Linked DNA regions of Acanthopagrus latus: region 2 is linked to region 1. A link is a contact called in public Hi-C data. All regions are on one chromosome and are shown on one strand. The core of a region is the stretch at or near the end of the contact, and the rest is flanking DNA. Distances in the headings are between cores, read along the strand shown. Region 1 holds the start of LOC119005750 (E3 ubiquitin-protein ligase rnf146-like). Region 2 holds the start of LOC119005921 (double-strand-break repair protein rad21 homolog A-like).

Region 1 (7,223 bases), core at 1,930-4,429:
TTCTTTGCAAGAGTAGTCAGGTGACTTGAGCTCTATCAAGCCCATTTCTGCGTGCTATGTTAGCTGAGAGAGTTAAAAGTGTAGATGATTAGAATGCAGCCGTTCATGATAATGATATAGACACATTTCCATTTCCTGGAATAAAATCCACATTTATGCGTTCTCTTTCCAATGCCAAAGATCTGGCCGAGCCTCCCACAGACCCTCTGGGTCTCAGATCACATGTTTCAACTTAAGAACACCTAGGATAGGGAGAAGCAGTGTGGCAAGCCACTTTTACCTCTTAAATCTCCACTTTACTGGAATTTAAAAAGAACAGAATCCTGCAATCAAATGGAAGAATGTGAGCAGACTGACAGCAGCTCAACGCCACAATAAGTCTGACATCTCACATGATGTGCTGGAGAGACAATTCTGAGATTTAATCGCTCACAACAACATGCTGTATCCATCTGGCTGTTTACCAAGCTGTACCTCCTGTCTCAGTGCTAGAACATAAATCCCACATTGCTTCTATTGACAGGCTGAGACAGACAAAACAAAATCGCACAGATACATCCAGATCATTGTGAGCCCAACAGAGGCACCAATTTGATTGCTAAGATTGAGTTGTTTACCTCAAAACATGGAGTATGTTACACTTGATTTCTCTGGTATCAAGCAGTCCGCCCACATCTGTGACAGAGTGAACGGCAGCATACAGTGAGGAATAAATTAATTAAATTGAACATAGCCATTTGGTGATGATGGGCTCGATGATGACTTCACACTTCAGTCACTGTACACTGGCCATCAGGCATTCTGGACCTTCCACTACTACTGGATGAAGAAGGGGGAGAGGCGGACTCTGCCCCAGGAGGGGCTCTGTCCTCTGGATTCAGTCTTTGCCTCCGTGGCCTCCCCTCCCAAGGCTCCACACGCTCTCCATTTCCCCCCTCTTCTTCTTCGTCCTCCTCTTCCTCATCGTCACTCCAATCTCCAGAGCCAGACTCGTCCACAGAGGTGTGAGGATCAGAGGACCTGGAGGGCGAGGCCTCCTCTTCCTCATCTTCTTCCTCTCCTTCCCCCACCTCGGCCCGCTCCTGAGGAGGTGTGGGCCTGAGGCTGATCTGCAGCTGGGAGAGAGCATCCTCTAGAGTGGGGCTGCTGCTGCTGCTGCCAGGCTGTCCACCGAGGGAGGTGGGAGGTCTGGCAGGGGCTGGAGGGGCTGTGACAGTAGACGGGATACCTGTGACCTGTTGCTGCACTCCTGCTACTGTGGTGTCAGCCCCATCGGCAGAGTTTTCTCGACCTGCTGCCCCAATGGCCCCAGTAACCCCCTCAGTGTCCAAACGCAGTCCTGCCACTCCCTTCTTCGGGATATCCAAAATGTCTCTTTTCATCTTGCGTCTACGACCGTGCTCGTTGCGCCTGTACTGCACCATGTTCTCCAAGTCGGCTACATACAAAAAACCAGCTATCAGCATTTCGGCTGTTTTCTTGCCCTTGGAAAAAGCGTCCTCCAGCTCGCGGCTGGTTCGCTCGTCATATTGCCACCAACCATTACGGCCCTCATAATACCAGGCGTGGTCACTTGTTGCTCCGGCCCGACCTCCCGCCGACGCCTTCAGCTCCTCTGGAGAGAGGAGCGTGGGCCTTTCCAGGAAGTCATCTGGCACTTCCTGTCTGCAAAGAGCACAGCGCTTGCTCTGCCAGGAGGCTCCCTTCACACACAGGAAACAAAAGACGTGATGGCATGGCAGTTGGACTGGGTGGACGCAGCTCTGCAGACAGATGGCACACTCCGGTACAGACAGGGCTGGGGATGAGTTGCTGGAGCCAGAGCATGATGATTCTGCACTGTTCCCACTTCCACCACCACTGTTGCTGCCTTTCTTACTGGATGGAAGAGAGCTAACAGAGTGGTCTACCTCCCCACAGCTAGCCATCCTTAGGAAGTACTGAGGAAAGGGGACAATCATAATACAGATTATAGTGTGTTAGGATTCTTTTTTTAAAAATTCATTTTGAAAAAGGAGAAATTAGCATTCAAGATAGGAATTATTTTGACTGGTAAGGTATATCATTTGCAATAAAAAAAAAAAACAAAACACTTCATTTGCTGCTGGTGTCATGATCATATTTAGCACTCAATTGCAATTCCTAGAAGCCAAACTAACAATTATAAATATCAAATGATACATTAATCTTTATGCCACCTGCTACCTGGAACAAGGCTGACACACATGATATATAATACTTACTGGAAATACCCTTAATGCTGATGTATCATGAGGAGAGCTGATGGACCTTCAAACTGCCAAAAAGAAAAGAGAATGTAGGTGAGAATGCATTTGTTTTCATACTGTCCTGAAATTACGTATGATTTTGACACACATTATCAACATATTCCTTAAATATCCATTATTTGACAGCCTTACTTTATGTAACGAACGGGTTGCATGTAAACAATGATGTTAAAACGGATTAGCCACGAGTTAGCGTTAATTCACTTAACGGTAACTATGACTGAAACGAAACCTTAAGGGTTTACGTAAGTCTGTGAAACAAAGGGCAGCTCTGTTAACTGTCTGACTACAAGTAGTGAACTGTGTCAGCGCACAGTTGCAAGTTCGCGTTCACCCAGCTGGCCTTATGACAGGGCTGTGGTGAACACAGCTAACGTTACTCGACTCAAATCAACAGCTAACGATCTGATATTCACATTCACTGGTGACAGTCTATAAGCAAACTAGTTTAGCTGACGTCAGACACATAGCAAAGCAGCTGAAAAAAAGAAAGCAGCATTGATGTTTCCGCTACCCGTACAGTCAGAAGTCAAACAGTAACGTTACAAAGGGATTTCTCGACTGGCAAAGCGACCATAACAATGAGACCTGTTGTAGCTAACACTGGCTAGGCTGATGGCAGCTCGGTGACTCCAGCAAATAGACGGAGATCATCTGACGGCGTTAGCTTATTTTAGCATGGCGACATAAACAGCTAGGAGGAGCATTTTCTCGCGACGGAGACAAGGCAACGTCTGCGTACCTACCGTACCGTTGTACTTTGCTGTGTTGGTCAGGTGTATAGTTGTAACTCGTATAACGACGCTGATTACCAATGCTAATTTACCGACTTCCACTGTTAACTGGCTTTGTTTTCCTCCCCAAAAAGAGGCTGAAATAAAGACGACGACGTAACAGTACGCGCTGACGCAATTTGACGCAACATCGCACGACTACCCCCATATCCTCGACGCATGTCAGTTAGCGGTCTTCCTGTTCGCTCGTGGCTAGAGGACGTTGGTGTCACAGAGGAGAGGGGCTCTTCAGGTACTTCTGTTTTCATTTAAGTAATAAAAGAAGTCACAGAAACAAAATGTTCTCCCGCGCCGTCAGACCTACCGTCAGCCTCGCCCGGAGCCTGTCCACCTCGACGCAGAACAACGCCAAGGTGGCCGTGCTAGGAGCGTCAGGCGGCATAGGCCAGCCGCTGTCTCTGCTCCTGAAGAACAGCCCCCTGGTGAGTCAACTCTCCCTGTACGATATCGCTCACACCCCCGGAGTGGCTGCGGACCTCAGCCACATCGAGACAAGGGCCCATGTAACCGGCCATATGGGTCCCGACCAGCTGGATGCTGCTCTGAAGGGCTGCGACGTCGTGGTGATTCCCGCCGGCGTGCCAAGGAAACCAGGCATGACTCGTGATGACCTTTTCAACACCAACGCCACCATTGTAGCCACCTTGGCCGATGCCTGCGCCCGCAACTGCCCCGAGGCCATGATCTGCATCATTGCCAACCCTGTCAACTCCACCGTCCCTATCACATCAGAGGTCATGAAGAAGCATGGAGTGTACAACCCCAACAGAGTGTTTGGTGTCACAACTCTGGACATTGTCAGAGCAAACGCCTTCGTTGCAGAGCTGAAAGGCCTTGACCCAGCCCGTGTTAGTGTCCCAGTCATTGGAGGTCACGCAGGCAAGACCATCATCCCCCTCATTTCCCAGTGCACACCAAAGGTGGAGTTCCCTGCTGACCAGCTGTCCGCCCTGACTGGCAGGATCCAGGAGGCTGGCACAGAGGTGGTGAAGGCCAAGGCTGGAGCTGGTTCGGCTACCCTCTCCATGGCCTACGCTGGGGCCCGCTTCACCTTCTCCGTCCTGGACGCCATGAATGGAAAGGAAGGTGTGGTGGAGTGTGCCTATGTCAGGTCCGAGGAGACGGAGTGCAAGTACTTCTCTACACCTATCCTCCTGGGGAAGGGCGGCATAGAGAAGAACCTCGGGCTGGGCAAGCTGACTGCCTTTGAGGAGAAGCTGGTGGCTGATTCCATGGATGAGCTTAAGGCTTCCATCAAGAAGGGCGAGGATTTTGTGGCTAAAATGAAGTGAACTGGGGGCACTGATTTAGTTGAAAACAAACCGCTGTGATTGATATTTTGTTGCGTCTTAACTTAAAAGGCATCTGGGTGAATCTGAACATCTGTCACAGTGTTTCCTCTTACATCTCTGTTAAAGCAGTAGGGTCGGCTGATCCAGAAATCATGGTTTTAACCGTGATCATCTTTCCTGTGTATCATTTCCCTTACTTTTTAAACATGGCTTTACCCTTGCACTTATGATTTGTGTACATACTGTACTGTGACTTGACTATTTTGCAAATGTCAAACTGAAACAATATCTCAATATATTTTCATGTACAGTCTTCAGTAGTGGAAGTCTCTCTGCTGAATGAATGAGGGGAAATACTGTCATCTTACCTGTTGATGCACATAGATGTTACTGATGAGCAAAAGTACCTACTCCACCAATAAACAAGTTTAGCTTTAAGAAAATGTTTTTTTATTTCTCTGTTTTATGATACAAACATTTTTATGATACAATTTGGCTTGAAGGTGTGCACCTGAAACGGGCTAAATGTGAAGGGCTGTGGACACTTTTTCATGAAACTAAGCAGGTTGATTCTGAAATTGCAAAATGATACACCTTCATCTCACAATACAATTCTGGTTCATAGAAAGGTTAAAAGAGGTGGTTTAAACTAATTGAACACTTGAGTCACATCAGTTAGGAATGTATATCTTGCTGTGAGGTTGTAGCTACATGATAGGTTTCACAGTTTGTAATAAATAAAAAGGGCCTGCTGTCTGCAAAATGCCCAGTGGTGAAAAGTAAGAACTGCTGTAGCTTGATTACCCTGAAAGACATGTTTGAGTGAGGAGCAAGTTATAGTAGGCATGATAAGATGGTTGCCACAGAGTATTTTCAGGCTTTTTGACCTCTCAGAGATGGCTTACAAATGTTATTACATAATGTGATGCCCTACTACTTCACCCAGATGGGCTCACGGCAACCTTTGACTCAACATTTGATAGCTGCACACTGTACTTGTTTTCTGTCAACTCCGAGGTGGTTTATAGCGTGTCGATTGCACAAGATGGGGAGTAACATGATAAACAGATAACAACAGACGCAGATACAAACCCATTATAGTTTTATTTGACATACAGGTGCTTTTGGTTCCTAGTCAGGGAGCTTTTACTGAGAGCACAGATTCCATTTACACAAAAAGAAAAAAACAAAACAAGAGTAGATTAGATTTATCACATATTTGGATAAAACTAGCTTCAGTCCGAGACGCGCAGAACACATGTTAATGCTTTTCAGTTTTTGACCCTTGGATCCGCAGCACGCAGGCTCTCCTACATCTGTCATTTGCAGTGATTATGAAATGTCACAAGATGGCAATAGCAAACTCACTTTTCATTTTTTTTTCTTTACAAATTCTGCACCAAATAAAATAAAGAGATCTAAAGAACAGGAACAACAATAATAAACAATTGTTCTACATAATGTTGCAAAAATCTACATTCAAAAACCAAGACGCGCAATGTTGTACTGGGGGCCCCATTAAATAACCATATCAACAAGCACAGTCATAGTAGAACGTCTCTGTCTGTCCGTCTGCCTGTCTGTCTGCTGGTCCTCCACACAGCCACAGACGTCTGCTCTCTCTGTTATTCAGTCCCTGCAGCAGTCTCAGCAGTGTCCCCTGCACTTTTCAATAGAGACTCACTCTCAGTGGTGGAAGCAAAGGAGTAGAGGCTACAGGGTAGATTTAAAAAAAAAAAAGACTTTTTAAAGTCTGTAGTGGCCCAGGCCTTGTGGCTGAATGTGCCCCATCTTGTTTGTGCATAAACATTATATTCAAATCATACAGGTAGCAGCAACACCCCCGCAGAGAGGGGTCGAGGGGGGGGGTGAACAGTGGGTGAGGTGGGGGGAAGTTTTTTCAAGAAGTATGAATGGGAGGGCAACAGGTGGAGGAGGGTGGGTTGGTGCTAGACTTTGTCTGTCCAGAGCACTACTGCACAAGGCCGTCTCCAGTTGACACCGGTTCTGTGTCGTGGCCTCTGCGATGCCTGTGCTCCGTTTTGTTCCTGTTATCAGAGTCTTCACGTTCACCTGGGTCTCGCTCCCTCTCTCTCTTCCTCTCCCGTCGGCTCTCTTGGTTCTCCTTATCTTTCCTGTTGTTTCGGTTCCTCCGTTCCCTTTGCTTGTTCTTCCTCCGGACTCCTGGAAGACAGGGAAATGGAATGATAAAGATTAGTAAAATGGAGGAGAGGATGAGGCATCGTCATCGTCGTCCCCATCAGTTTTAGGAGGTAGTCCTGTATTAAGTGAGGGATTTTACATGCTGCTAATCAGATTACACACAGCACTTGTATCTGCACAACAGTTTCAGCGAAGCAGTCATTAGCAGCGTCATTCTTAATCCTCACGCAGAGCTGCCACGATTCATTGATTAGATGTAATTAATTTTGATTATGGTTTAGTCGGATTGAGTAATTTAAGAAACAAAGATACAAATATCTGATTTCAGCTTCTCTAACATGACTATTTCTGGTTTCTTTGCTCCTCTATAATTAAATAACATATTTGGACATTTGATGATGTCATCCGCCTGGAGAACTGAAGACTGAACAATGAAAATAATGTTTAGTTGCTCCCTCCCTTCTTGAGTCCACCATGCTCCGTAACAATGACCGATATCTAATAAAGAATGTTAAAATCTTCATATCATGTAAAGACCAACTGCCCAATGTGGTTTCTAGATAAAGAAAATATGCATTCAACGATGAAATATGTAAGAATTTTAGTTGGAAACATTCAAAAGTTATGGTGTGAAGCATCATGTTGAAGAGGTATCTTCTGAAGTTAGTGTGCTAACCAGCTAGCTC
Region 2 (6,780 bases), core at 391-2,890, 180 kb before region 1:
TCACAGGTACATTGGTATCGGCATTTATGTTGTCCGATATACTCAGATATTATGCATTTATTTTCTTTCTGAGTTTCTAATGAAGAAAATTATGCTCCTACTCCCAGTGAAGATAACCATTTCTGTGCACTAATGCAAATTCATGTTGACTGTAAAATATCCTCCTTAAATTGCATAGATTTGTCACAGGTGTTCCATTATTACATTTCAGGGATCAATAAAAAAAATTCATAAATACAGATTGAACAACATTTTAATTTTTTTACTCCCCAATATCAGCATCAAGCCCAAAACTTGAGTATTGGCTGGGCTCTATATTTAAAATACACTTTGATATGTTGACAACAGTTCTGTCTTTTTTTTTTTTTTACACTGTATATCATGGTCCATATTTCCATGGACCAGTGATTAGCAACATTTTGGTCAATCCTGCTGATGCAACACTGATCAGAATAACTAGGTATTCAAATTTATGACTGATCTGTAACAATGCAGCCATTATCAGTTGATCAAGGAAAGATACCCCCCCCCCCTTTTTTTCCCCCGCCTTTCCTATATGTTTGGTAATAACCCCATCAAGACAAATGCAGATTTGTTTACATCACTATTTGGATAAGTTTGGTTTTCAGAAACTACTAGCCTGAGAATCATCGGAAAGGATGAGGGTCTGTTGTCTCTCAAAGAAACTTTGAACAGTTAACTCACGCTAACGTTAGCTAGCTTAATCATACGATGGAGGCTTAACTTACTAGCTTACCTATAACGCTGACCCTTAAAAACAACAAAGCTCCCTTGAAGCACTGTTCCCTCTTCCTTTGCTTAATTGACTACGATAGTTGATAATTCATTGTAAAATATCAACGCACGGCATAATAATCAGAAAATTTGATTTTATCAAAACAAGCGCTGACTTCACTCAAGTTCCGCCTATTTCCCAGTCAGGGAGGCAAACGTTGGAAATCCACATGTCTGCTCTTCCCTTACTCTACTTAATTCAATCATTCATTTTTCAATCACAGTTACATAATCAAGCGATAAATTAAAGTTATGCATTGACTTAATATAGCGTAATACGTTAGAAGCACTAAGGGGGTGGTCAACGCCAGTAAATAGTCGGCGCCATGAAGTGGGACGAACTAAATTAGCCGCCAGCTAACTACAAAAGGGGCAATGAGATCGTTCGCTGTGCGTTTATTTTTTACATGATTACACCGTTGCAACTTCACCGAAGTAGAATTATAGCGTTTCTCAACGGCGGACAGAAAAACGACTCGCCCATGAGAAGAAAGCAAAGCACACGGCAACGAGGCGCCCATCTCATACTCATACTTTTTTCCCTCTACCAGCAGAACTGTATCGGTTAGCTGGTGGCTAGCGGCTCCCTGTACAATGAAGGCCGCGTCAAATGAACACAAACGTGCATGCTGATTTCGTCTCTTAAAACACACAAAACAGCGCGCAAATATTCCCTCTGCAGACGCACTTACCGACAGTCCCCCTTCTAGAGTGAAAGTCCAGAAATTATGTTATTTCTCCCAGCAAATTCTCCCCTGTTGTACTCATTAAAACAGCCAAGATGGCGCCAGTCGCCTTCCTCCCGCTCACCGCTGTCCTTTTAAAATCGGCAGGATGTTTACAGTCAAAAATGGCGGAGGAGGAGTCTGCGGAGGAGGCCAGCGCTGACGGACAGCCTGCCGTGAGCACCGAGCGCAGATAGGGGGCGCTGTGGCACAGTGCTCACCACACACACTGGCTGCTAAATCGATGTATATTATGAAAATACAGTGTTGTGTTTTGCAGAGTAGTACATATGCAAGGGATGATGAATCCAGTACATTTATTTTATTACCAATATTATATTGCTGTTACATAATATTCCTTTTAGTTTTATTGGAGGTTCACCTCCTCCTGAGGTAACTGTGTGCACTCATGGTATTGCATTTTTGAGAATAATGATTGCCTGCCTGCTTTCCCCAAATGTCCCATCTGGACCCTAATCTTTTAAAAACAGATCCCATGTTGTAAGACCGGTTATGACATGGGCCCACTGTGACTCACATCTGTGCGTCAAGGGAGTGGCTTAAACAAACTATGGTCTCCGCATGTTTTTGCAGTGTCATAGCAGGGAAACACAGGCGCAATTATTAAATAACAGGTACAGGGCATTGCTGTTGTGCAGGCCGTCTAACTGACATGCCTTACTGGGTTTAAGCAAAATGTAAAGAGAGAAAGTGAATGAGATTCACAGTATTAACATGAGAAGAAAGTTCTGAAATTACCGGCTCAACAAAGTCAGCTCTGTGAGCAGAGTAACTAACAGGTAACCATGCAGACTGCAAACAACACTCTCCATACAGTATAGTAGATACTGAGATGAAGAGAAACATGCCTGACAGAGATACTAACTCATCGACAATCCAATTGCAAAATTGGTATGCAGTAAAGCCGATTTGTCTCATAGGCTACAGCATCTGTTGCAAGAGAACTGCTGCCAGTTGAGCATGTTTATGATTTACTAGCTGCAGGGCTCCGTGTCACTGTAGCAGGAAGGCTGGTAGATAGCCGAGGCTCCCACAGCAGAGTAAAATGAAATTTAATTCTTGCAATCAGCATTTGAGTCTGGATTTATCAGCTCAGTCAGTGTAAGCATAGCTGGATATCTGCAGTGGCAATGTAGATGAAAAACAAGGTAAAGTCACAGGAGGCACTTAAGCTGGGTGATAATGCATCATGATAGCATGGTAATACCACTGGCAGTAAGTGAAGAAATAATTCACCTAATGCATTAAATGTGTGCAAATATGCTCCAAAATCAATCAGATGAACGTTCTAATGCACAAACAGGCTCATTGTGAGATTAATGAAATTATTGCTGTAGGCCAAATTACTAAACAGGATTCCTCACTTGAAAGCTAACAGATGTAAATGAGACAATAATGAATTTTAAGCGGAGTTCAATTTTAAATTGGGAGGAGATTTTCAGTGTGCATCACCAATTTACATATGATCACATTAAATCAGTCTCCTTTGTATAAGTCCTGTGCAGCATACACAGAACTGGACATATGACTCATTTTAACACTGCACAGCCATGTCTGGATGGTGACACAGTTTTAGAATGCCATCTGTTAAGATAATTTTTTTTTTTTTTTCCAGATAGCCAATTGCTCTCTGCTGTTATCACATGACGGATTCATCCAAACAGCCTCTAAAGTTGAGCTACTTTGTTGATGTACAAGTTGTGAGTCACAAAGTCTGAACACCTGTTTATCTCAGCATACCAAAAACAGGGGGTATATTATTATCTGAACAGCTGTATGACATTTTTTATTGAAGCATTCTTACGCGCACACACAAACACGCTGGGAAAATATGTGGGCTAAAAGCAGTGAAGGATTTTTTTTTATCTGATGGAGGAATTAGATTCCTTTAATCCTGTGAAATGAATTGTTTCTGGCTAATAGTGCCATGATGTGCAATCTTAATGTATTCAATTATGTCGCCACGGGGAGCCTCTTCTCCACTCCTGTAATGAAACTGCTTCTCTTTGACGCGGTGTTTGGAAATTACTGCACGTCTTCAAAAGTTACTTAAACTCCATTCCAGCATACAACAGAGGAACCTGGGGTCAGAAAATCATCCATCATATGGTGTTTTTGGTTGCAATGTAAGAAAGAGACCGGAGCCACCATGGTGACATAATTCTTCAGATACCATGGCAGCAAGACTACAAATCTAATCTATAAGAGAGTTTTATTCCACTGACAGCAATGGGAGGATATTTGTCAAACTTGGCCTCGAGTCACAGTATTTAATCCATCAGTTGGGAAGAGCCACGACTGAATGCATGCTGTGTTCCATCTCCACTACAGATACACATCTCATCAGTGGGATTAAGAGACTAACTGATTTGCATACCATTAAATCACACAAGCAGACTTTGGCATTGGATGTGCCCAACAGCCCACGGATCTTAAATAAATAAATAAATAAATACTTTTTTCCACTGACTCCAACAGTGCAACAAACTACACATCTGGATCTCCCTTTGTCCCGTTTTTGGTCCTCACAGCATTCTGAGTGGATGCGGTTTTAGCATAACTCTCCGAATGGTTTTCCCTTTCGTGTGTCACTAGATAATTCATCCAGCGCAGGCACTCGTCCAGTTTTAACACACCGCATATCTTTTGGCTTTAAGAGTTTAGCCCAGTTTGGTGTTGGAGTGCGTTTCGGGGGTAGAAATCTCTCCTGTAGCTGTTGCTCCAGCTGAGTTGGCAGCTCTCATGCACCATGGGATCATCCTGGATAGATGCTGTTATTTATGCAGCGTGTCTAAACCAATCATCCTGACACAGATTTATGTAAACACAGCAGTTTCTTGGCAAAGGATGGGGTTCGCACACATACACACACACACAAGGAGGAAGCTAAAGGTATTATTTGGTTTGGCTCTCCCTCAGTGGATGCAGCGGACAAATCAAACACGCAAAATGTGTTTGGGAAGCCTGGACATGGCTTGCCTGCAGGTCAGAGAGGAAGAGGGATGACCAGGTGAAACGGAAAAAAGGAACTTTGCTTCATGTTTACCCAGAGGAGTGCGTCTTCGCAGCATAGATTTTAGGAATGTTCTTGACATGAATATAAAACACAGAGACAAGTCATTTTATATCAAACATTTTATTTCCTGATTTTTTTGTTTGTTTTATTTTTATAAAATTCTTTTACAAAATTGTGATTTTTCCTCTATCTTTCCATTTTAATCTCTATAAAATTAGGTCTGCAGTTACGGAAGAAAGTGAAGGAACCACGCAGAGATTCAGTCGAGGAAGAATCCTGTCTGATAAATACTGTGTATGGGACAATTACGAGTGTGTTACATGTATTACTATACTTGTGACAACTTGAAAGAGGGGCCCTCTATTGGGTCCTCACAAGTATGGTGATACACGACAGAACATGAGAAAAAGAAGTTCCCACAACAAAAAGGCAGGAATTTCTGTATCAAATGTGCGGTGATAAATCTTTGTAGCATTCCAGTGTTAAACAATGTTATTTAGGGAGCTGTTACTGGATATTGATAAAGAAAGCAAACAATAACCAACAATGAAATGAAAAGGTTTCCCCCCCCCATCTGCCTGAAAACAGGTTAAGTGTATTTCTTCTGAAGGCACATCAATATATAACCCCCTGCCCTCTGAAACAACATACGGAAGGAGAAAAGAAAAAAGATAGAGAAAATGTCATCTTAAATATTGCACCAAGTTCATTTCTGAAATGTGATTTATGTTTACGACCATATTCAGTTGTCCTGATAGTGCTGTGTTTAGTAATACTAGGATTGTTTATTTGCCGTCAAGCTGATAGCACATTCTCAGAAGTGTAAAATACCATGCAGCACCCTTCTCTGTTGAGTCTCTCACCCAATACAATCTTTCCTTCCTCACCCCCCCGCACGCATCTTTCTTATACAGACAAGATATACTTTTAATGAATCAAAATATATGGAAATGCATGGCATTCCTCATATCAAATTAAACAATATAAAAACTAAATCATATATGATCTGTTGGCACATATTGGGCGTGGAGGGTACAGAACGGTTTTGTCTTCCACAAAAATGAAGGTGAAGCTACCAAAAGAGGCGTCAGGGCAGGTGTGGTCAGGTTTCTATAGAAATGCTGCTGGCTTCACAGGTATATTACATGGACAGATAAACTTTGTGTCGATGATGCACAGTGATTAAAAAAAAAAAAACACAGGTGCACATTCCAGATTCATCACATTATGTTTTCAGGTGACTTGATATAAGAGATCAACGCAAAACTAACATGAAGCATGATTGTTAAAGGAACCAAACATTTTGAGATTGTTTAGGTCAATTAGCCTACTGTTCCATCTGCAAGAACCCAATTCCATGTTCCACTGATGGTCGGCATTCATTACAGATGTGCAGTGAATACGATGGGTGTCGGGATTGAGAATAACGTATAGACACAGATCAAGATGTCATTCATGAAACAAAGAACTGTGGAACATACTTGGACATCAGGGTCTTGCACTTGTGTCTAGAATGTGGCCAAAGCACCACTGCTCATTGCCAATCTGTGAATGTGAATCTCTCAGAGATGAATGTGGTTATCGGTGATTATCAGAGATACAAATTGGCATTCTGCAAATATACTGGAGAATGAAAGGCTTCTAATTACATGCATTTATGTTGGAAAAATACCGAAAACGAGAATAATTACATAATAGATCGTAACACCCCAAAACTGCCAATTTCAACCGTTTGCTTTTCTGAAACTTTTCAATCCGGTCATATTTGTCCATAACAAGTGGAAGAAATAAAGCAGTTAATTTAGTATGATGCCAACTGTGATGGCATCAAGCACTGTTTGATGCGGTTAGATTAAAGCACCGTTAGCCCAACCCTAACCCTAACCCATTTTACTTGTCAGCCTCGCCTACTGCCAAACCTGTCACTGGACAAAAGGAAATTGGGTCTCTGGCATAGAGACAACAACCATACATAAATATCTCCTGCTAACAAAGCCAACAAAGATCCATTTTCATGTTTTACACAGTGGTTTGTGTTTCAAACAGACCACTGGTTGGCTTAATTGGCAATTCCGTAGAACCACCACTGTTCTTTGGGCCAGCAGATATTCAAGTTGCAATTCTACCTAGTTGTATAAGCCCACAGAATGAAAAAAGACACATGCAGATGACGTAAAATGGCTAACTCCATTGAATTTTGTTGAGTTCCTGTGGATTTCCATT

What was found. A called contact is a pair of places that touch in the nucleus more often than the background predicts.
Region 2: a contact with region 1 is called in a Hi-C map of muscle, with 6 times the contacts expected there. The contact joins the promoter of LOC119005921 here to the promoter of LOC119005750 in region 1. A contact is called at or near these places in 2 of 4 Hi-C or Micro-C datasets (both in muscle).

Annotation. Positions count from the first base shown.
Region 1 is chr17:10,560,288-10,567,510 of fAcaLat1.1, reverse strand. LOC119005750 (E3 ubiquitin-protein ligase rnf146-like) reads right to left here and starts at 3,179. Exons shown (of 3, transcript XM_037073640.1): 1 at 3,040-3,179; 2 at 2,244-2,296; 3 at 1-1,940. The coding sequence starts at 1,928. The coding sequence ends at 765. mdh2 (malate dehydrogenase, mitochondrial) reads left to right here and starts at 3,237. Exons shown (of 1, transcript XM_037073642.1): 1 at 3,237-4,812. The coding sequence starts at 3,361. The coding sequence ends at 4,374. rspo3 (R-spondin-3) reads right to left here. Exons shown (of 6, transcript XM_037073645.1): 6 at 4,958-6,558. The coding sequence ends at 6,347.
Region 2 is chr17:10,738,219-10,744,998 of fAcaLat1.1, reverse strand. It overlaps LOC119005921 (double-strand-break repair protein rad21 homolog A-like), which reads right to left and starts at 1,640. Exons shown (of 14, transcript XM_037074033.1): 1 at 1,488-1,640. LOC119005988 (exostosin-1a-like) reads right to left here. Exons shown (of 12, transcript XM_037074235.1): 12 at 4,659-6,780.